Linked DNA regions of Mus musculus: region 2 is linked to region 1. Evidence: chromatin contacts called from public HiCAR-type data. All regions are on one chromosome and are shown on one strand. Each heading gives the region's core, a stretch centred on a gene start, on an enhancer-like site or on the middle of the called end of the contact. The rest is flanking DNA. Distances are from core to core; before and after follow the strand shown.

What was found. HiCAR-type assays count read pairs that join an accessible place to other places.
Region 2: a HiCAR-type map of astrocytes shows a contact between it and region 1, with 3 times the contacts expected there. The contact joins two enhancer-like sites. A contact is called at or near these places in 3 of 15 datasets of contacts at CTCF or cohesin (CD8 T cells, large pre-B cells and pro-B cells), 5 of 484 Hi-C or Micro-C datasets (cerebral cortex, cortical neurons, muscle stem cells and 2 more) and 3 of 115 datasets of contacts at active chromatin or transcription factors (CD8 T cells, astrocytes and neural progenitor cells).

Annotation. Positions count from the first base shown.
Region 1 is chr1:21,409,717-21,413,200 of GRCm38.p6, forward strand. The region is part of intron 11 of Kcnq5 (potassium voltage-gated channel, subfamily Q, member 5); the gene reads right to left. Among named protein-coding and RNA genes, the nearest start is that of Khdc1b, 28 kb to the left of the region's middle. Within about 2 kb of position 1,670, at least 71 of the 459 cell types and tissues checked have an H3K27ac peak or open chromatin away from gene starts, as enhancers often do. A contact at or near this core is called in astrocytes, cortical neurons and neural progenitor cells, where this site is marked.
Region 2 is chr1:21,828,422-21,831,905 of GRCm38.p6, forward strand. The region is part of intron 1 of Kcnq5 (potassium voltage-gated channel, subfamily Q, member 5); the gene reads right to left. Among named protein-coding and RNA genes, the nearest start is that of Kcnq5, 130 kb to the right of the region's middle. Within about 2 kb of position 1,715, at least 92 of the 459 cell types and tissues checked have an H3K27ac peak or open chromatin away from gene starts, as enhancers often do. A contact at or near this core is called in astrocytes, cortical neurons and neural progenitor cells, where this site is marked.

The DNA.
Region 1 (3,484 bases), core at 420-2,919:
GAGAGATCTGGGGTTTGTGAAGTCCTGGGTTGGTGGGTAGAGGGTGAAAGCTGATTTTGTGTCTTGGGCTAGCCTGCAAATTCTGTCTTAATTGTCTCTACATAGGTGGGTGTAAATACAGAGAAACTTAAAAACCCAGATAAAGGGCAAGACGTAATTCGAGGTGAAAGGGTAGCAGGTGAAAGTCGTGTGTCCTGCAGGTCCTATGGTTTCTGGAGAAAACAGACAAACAAATGCAGCTATGACCCAGTGACCCCAAATTTGCACCAAATGAACTTTGGGTAAGAGTTTTGACTTAGCTGTTGTTTCCCATCCCTGCTTTAGATAAGAACTATGAGGGGTGGCCAAGAAACCAGGAATAAATGAAAGTCTATGAAATGGGTTGTCAAAGAGGTCAAAGACTTTGGGGGCCTCTTCCTTGTTTACCAAAAGAAGTGGTGATAGTTTGTGCATTATCTAGGGGTGGGGGAAATGTTTGGGGACATTGCCCCAGGTTAAAATTAGAGCCTTTAAAATATATTTAATAATTAGGGTGATGATAATATTAGACTGTACTTCTTAATACACTCGGAGAGAGGTGTATAATTACTTTGCAGATAAGGACCCGTAGTACAAAGAGAGGCCAAGTCGCTTGGCCCATACTTAAAGAACTATCAAGCATGGGATAGGAATGAGTCAGCTTGACTCCAGAGTTAAGCCCTTAATTATTATTATTTTTTTTATTATGTATTTTCCTCAATTACATTTCCAATGCTATCCCAAAAGTCCCCCCCCCCACTCCCCTACCCACCCATTCCCATTTTTTTGGCCCCGGGGTTCCCCTGTACTGGGGCATATAAAGTTTGCCTGTCCAATGGGCCTCTCTTTCCAGTGATGGCCGACTAGGCCATCTTTTGATACATATGCAGCTAGAGTCAAGAGCTCAGGGGTGCTGGTTAATTCATAATGTTGCACCTACAGGGTTGCAGATCTCTTTAGCTCCTTGGATACTTTCTCTAGCTCCTCCATTGGGGGCCCTGTGATCCATCCAATAGTTGACTGTGAACATCCACTACTGTGTTTGCTAGGCCCCGGCCTAGTCTCACAACAGACAGCTATATCACGGTCCTTGCAACAAACGCTTGCTAGTGTATGCAATGGTGTCATCGTTTGGAGGCTAATTATGGATGGATCCCTGGATATGGCAGTCTCTAGATGGTCCATCCTTTTGTCTCAGCTCCAAACTTTGTCTCTGTAACTCCTTCCATGGGTGATTGTTTCCAATTCTAAGAAGGGGCAAAGTGTCCACACTTTGGTGTTCGTTCTTCTTCAGTTTCATGTGTTTTGCAAGTACAATTTGCAAAGCCCTTAATTATTATACTCTCCTACTGTCTTAATACTTTGGTACTTTGACGTACTAGGGCCTTTTTCACTCACATAACAGGTGCAATAAACCATTGCCAAGTGAATGGCCTATTCTTAATGGCAATTCCTGGCTGGCCTTTGGGGGACAAAGAAAAGGCTGAGAAGTCAGTTATACTTAGTGGAGACTCTTCTTCACACGAACGAGTTGTATCACAGGGCTAATTAATGCAACAGACGATTCCTCAGGTCAGTGTCCTTGGATGCTGTTGGTAATCAAGAGGCGTGGAAAAAACGATCCTGTTGAACAAAACAGATGTACTCCACTAACACCACTAGAGGGTGCTGAAGATTCACCACAGACTCTGAATTGGCACCTCCTCCAGAAACTGGAGAAGCCTGCTCACACATTTTCTGAGAACTAAGGAACTACAGCAAAGTTAAACTCTGGGTAGAATATGTCTATAAATACACACAAACACATGTGTGCTTCTGAGGAGCTAAGGAAATGTAGGTGCATTTGTTGTGTTGCCACAAGTTATAAAATCTCACAAGAGTCTCCTTCCAGTAGCTCTAAATCAGGGTGAAGACATGAATATGCAGCGAGAAGAATCCTGAGAAAACAGAAGCAGCAGTGACTATTGCTGCCACCAACAGATGGATGGTCCGGCCAGCCGCCAAACCGTGCGTGGGGCAGAGAGGGCCCAACTGACTGTGAACTGAAGAGGCGTTTGATTGACTGTGAAGAGAGCACTATTACCCAAGCTTGGCTGCTCTTCGGAATCACCCAGGGAGCTTGGGCTCTGACTCTAATTCTGATTTAATTGGTCTGGGATACGACCCAGAGATTTTTGAATCTTTCTCCTCTTATTTTGAGACAGAATTTCACCATGTTGCCCATGCTGGATTTAAATTCTGAGACTCAAGTGGTCTGAGTACCTGGAAATACAGGCTGTGTAGCTGCCACACGAGACTAGGCATCAATACATACATATGCGTGCGCGCGCGCGCACACACACACACACACACACACACACACACACACACACTTTACTTTGTAGTGCTGTGGATTAAATCCAGGGATTTATGAATACCAGGAAAGTGCTTTTTAGAGCTACACTCCAAGCCGCAGAGATTTAATGACAACCTTGGTCTTGTTTGCCTGCTGTTGTGATAAACACCTGCTTGGATAGGAAATGGATAATTTCACCTTCTAGTCCACCACTGAAGGAAGCCAGTGTAAGACACAAGCCCCTTCAGCCACAGCACTTTCGGACTAGTAAGGCAGCTGGCAAGCAGACAGAAGGCAGCTGGGAGCACAGGTCAATATGAGAGTGCAGAGATGGAGAGTGTTCAGCTAGGCTGGAGGAAATAGTAGCACATGGTTTCTGGAGGTAACAGCCTGTCACAGGGATCCTGTATGTCCACCTCTAAGGCATCTGATCATATATTCCACTGTCTCTAAAATACATGTGCGGTTCCTCTCTGGACATTCTTCCTACTTTGTCTTGGATTCTTGAGGTCCTATGCTCAGCTCTTTTGTATGTCACAGCCTTTCTTCTGAGTTCAGAAAACTCCATTTTCTGATGTTTCAGTTGCCGTGAGAAATGCAGCCTCTAATAACTTTAAAATCAAGGATCCAGGGTGGTGGCGGCATATGCTTGTAGGCAAGCAGATCTCTGTGAGTTCAAGGTCATCCTGATCTACAATGTTCCAGGATAGCAAGGCCTACACAATGAAACCCTGTCTCGATAATAAAATAAATACAAAGAAAGAAAGAAGTCACAAGGACCCCATCCTGGCTTGGTGATGCTTATTCTTGAGTGATAGAGACACTGGATTGACAACCCAAGCCTACCCCAAATTTTCAATTTTTAGACCTTAACTCAAGTTTGGTAGTATTCATGGAGCACACCGAATAGGCAACCAGGTCAACATGATTTGGTAATTTTTGCTCCTCTTGTAAGCATATGTGTTGTTATTCATTATGGTATTTAGTGATATTGTTTTTTTGTTAATATATAAACATAATCAACAATATATACTTTTATTTGTAGGCTAAGTATTTGTTTTTTTTGAAGATCCTGTAAAACAAATTATAGAAACACTCACCTCCGACTCCTCAACTCTTCTTTCATCTCGG
Region 2 (3,484 bases), core at 465-2,964, 420 kb after region 1:
AGTCAGAGGAAAACCTGGCCTTCTACCCTGTTAGTTTCTGATCTTCACAGCTGCATGAACCAGTCTAGCTGGCTTGTGAGCCTCCAGAGATTTATCTTATCTTTGTCTCCTGTCTTGCTGTATAAGCACCAAAATTATGGACATGAACACTCATGCTGGCTTTTATGTAAATTGGAGATTCGAACTTGGGTCTGCCAGTTTTCACGGCAATTATTTTACCCACTGAGCTATCTATTTTTAGATTTATAAGAACTAAAAAGTAGAGTAAGGGATGCATTTCTTGGCTATTGCCCTAACAGAGCTGTAGCAGTGAGCCACATATGGGACCCATAACCTGTCCTCCATGGGCCTCACTGAGAAAACAAAGACTCAAACAAACAGAAATTTTAAAAAGAAAATTTAAAATACAATGTGGAAACATGAGGTTTTCTTACTCTAGGTTTGTTTCTGAATAAGCAGCATACTGGGATAGCTTCTTTTTTTTTTTTTTTTTTTTGAGCTGTCACATATTAGTGCTTTGCAACTCAATTTTATTTAAAGACATAATTGCTATAAAATTTAAAAAAAAGTTGCAGTTGCTGCTGAAAAATTATCTTTAGGAACTATGAGTAAAATAACTAACTATGCAAGGAAACGAACTGAAGAAAACTCATTATCCTTTAATTATAGAATTACAAAAGTATGACTCTAACCTTCCAAATTTGCTATGTATAGGATGATTACATGTGACCCATATGGAAGACTTTGCAGCCTGTTAAAGAGCACATTGATAAGCTAATTATTATAATGTAGCTTAGAAAACACACTTCTAAGAAGAATACAAACGGGCAAAATAAATGGAAGAATTAACACTTTACTTTTAAAATTAGCATTATTAAATCAATTTAATTCCATACTAAAACTATTTGCAAAACAATTTGCAATTTTATTCTATTCTTCAATTTTACCATTAAAAATGTTAAAATTGTTATTCTGGCATTTGTTAAATCACAATCATAAGATTCTCCAAGAATCTTATACAACAATAATGTATATCTCAATAATGAAATATACAACAGCAATTATTTTAGTTCTTAATTAAGTTTTTGAAATTTTACCTGTAATTTAAAGTAAGAAAAATTAGACTGCTCAAAAGTAAACATCACACAGTTAAATTCCATTTGGATCTTACAGCCTTTAATTCTCTTAGCTCCCAAGGACTTAATAAACACACCCAAAAGAGGTACTACCTTCAAAAAGACCAATGCAAAGAACTGTGATATGCATGGTAGACAAATACTCAGTGCTGATAATATAAAAAGCAAAAATTTGGTTGTAGACTAGAGTCGACCACCAGCACAAACAGGCAACATGAAGCAAGTTGCCACAGGCTCCTCTTTCCCTAAAACGTTTCTAGCAAAGCATTTGAAGCACGCACAGACTGCTGATAAACACAGTGCCTTTGTGGTTTACTCTATATGTTTCTACATTAGAAATATCGGGCAGGAGCCATTTGACCGATAGGAACTGGGAAAAAAATTAACATCTGCCCTTTGTAGTCCTCAGGGTTTCCATGGGAATTCTGTCTATATTAGCTTTGGCAGAGGATGGTAGCTATTTTTAGAGGATCTGAAAGTAACTACGAATGCCTTTCACTTTTGTTTCAAAGCTGAGCTGTTGATTGGCCCCTCACCTCACACACACTAATAGACAGACTTCTGAGAACTGTATTTGGCTTTGCATGGATTCGACTCAAAATAACAAGCTGAGTCACCAACTCCTTTCCCACATGGTTTGGGTGCTGATAGGACTGTCCTTTTAATTAGCTGTAATTGTTCCTAAGACTTTACCCAGGAGGCCTTGCTCCACCATCTCTTCGACATAAATGTGGAATGCTAATGGATCTCTTCCCCTAGAGCCTTGCCCGGTACTTCCTGAATGGGTGCACTTGGTTTATTAATGAAAGTTACCAACTACAGGCCAAGCCCAGCAGTGCACATTGTCATCGCTGAGAGAAAGCATGGCACTGGCACTGGGAAAGCAGCTGCCTCCTCTGTTCGTTTATGAACTCATTCTCTCAAGACCTCTGCGTTACGCTGGGGCTCAAGTGCTGAGTGCTTCTGTATGTTCTGTTCAGTAATATCTGTACCTTCTGTCCAACTTCTCCTCGTTTCTTCTCATATTATATGCCGGAGATTCCCCACCGTAGAACAAGGAAAAGGGAGGCTAGAGAAGGCCTGTGTGCCTGTGTATGTGAAGTAATATTCCTTTGTCTCTCCTATAAGGAGCCAAGTATTCTACTAATAGGAATTAATCAGCTATTTCAGTTTGACTGACATATTTAAGGGTTACATTTCACTGAATTTTAAATACTGTGTGTAGTTATGTCCAGTTATCTGGTCTCTCTCGTGGAGGGCATCCATCTCTTAAGCAGTAGATGAGTAACACAGGAATAATGATATTTTCATTTAAACCATGATATTTTGCACCTGCGGGAGAGATGGGCTGGGATTAAACCATGTAAATTAGAAAGCCTGACTATCTATACACTGATATAACACAGTCCTCTAGGTATGCATTCATGTGATCTGGGAATGGATGCCTCTTCTAGAGACCAGTGTCCTGCGGTATTCTACATGATCCATAGTGGAACCTAAGTTTTTAAAAAACACTAAACAGGCAGATGTAGTATGAAGCTGAACTAATAATATATAGCCCTCCTTAACCATAACTGAACCCATCTCGAATTGAGCATTCCTTTTTCCACCAAAATAACCATTTAGTGATAATGTGAATGACAGAGAGACAGAGAGCAGAAAGAATGAAACTGATGTCCTAAAATGTATGGACCATAGTCTGTGCAGCTAGACCTCGTCCCTTTAGCTTCAAGGAAGAATGTCTGCACGGAGGTCATTTCTCTCCGAAGGTATTGGATTTCATGCAGCTAGAGGTGTTTCTCATTAATTAGTGTCTGGTTGGACAAACAAGGTTCTAATTTGAAATAGGAAAAACTGTGGTGTCTATATTTTACTTTGGTTTTAGGGTGTTTTGTCTAACATAAAGTTCTCGAAGGCCAAAGGTCTCTTCTCCTCACTTTCTAGCTTAAATGACTGTGTTCATAATTATTCACTGAGATTTCTGTCTATTTTCCTTGGTTTTAATTATTATATCTTCTAACTGATACTAAAGTCAGATAAAGCAAGTTAGAAGGAATGCCAAGCTAGACTTGACCCAGGCATGCCTTCTTACTATAGACACCAGGTTATTATATTTTTAAAATGATAAAACTATCTATAGATAAATAAAAATAAATAACATAATATATAACATAAATAAATGGGCAGTCAAAGGTTAGGACAGACACTTAATAAAATAAAGAAGAACTGAAAATCAGGATCAGTAACAAAATTACTTATAAAAATAACAAATTGAATTAAATAAAATGTAAGATTATATAGTATTATCAAGTTGGCTCTTAACTCTTAATGTAGAGTTTAACAGGTGG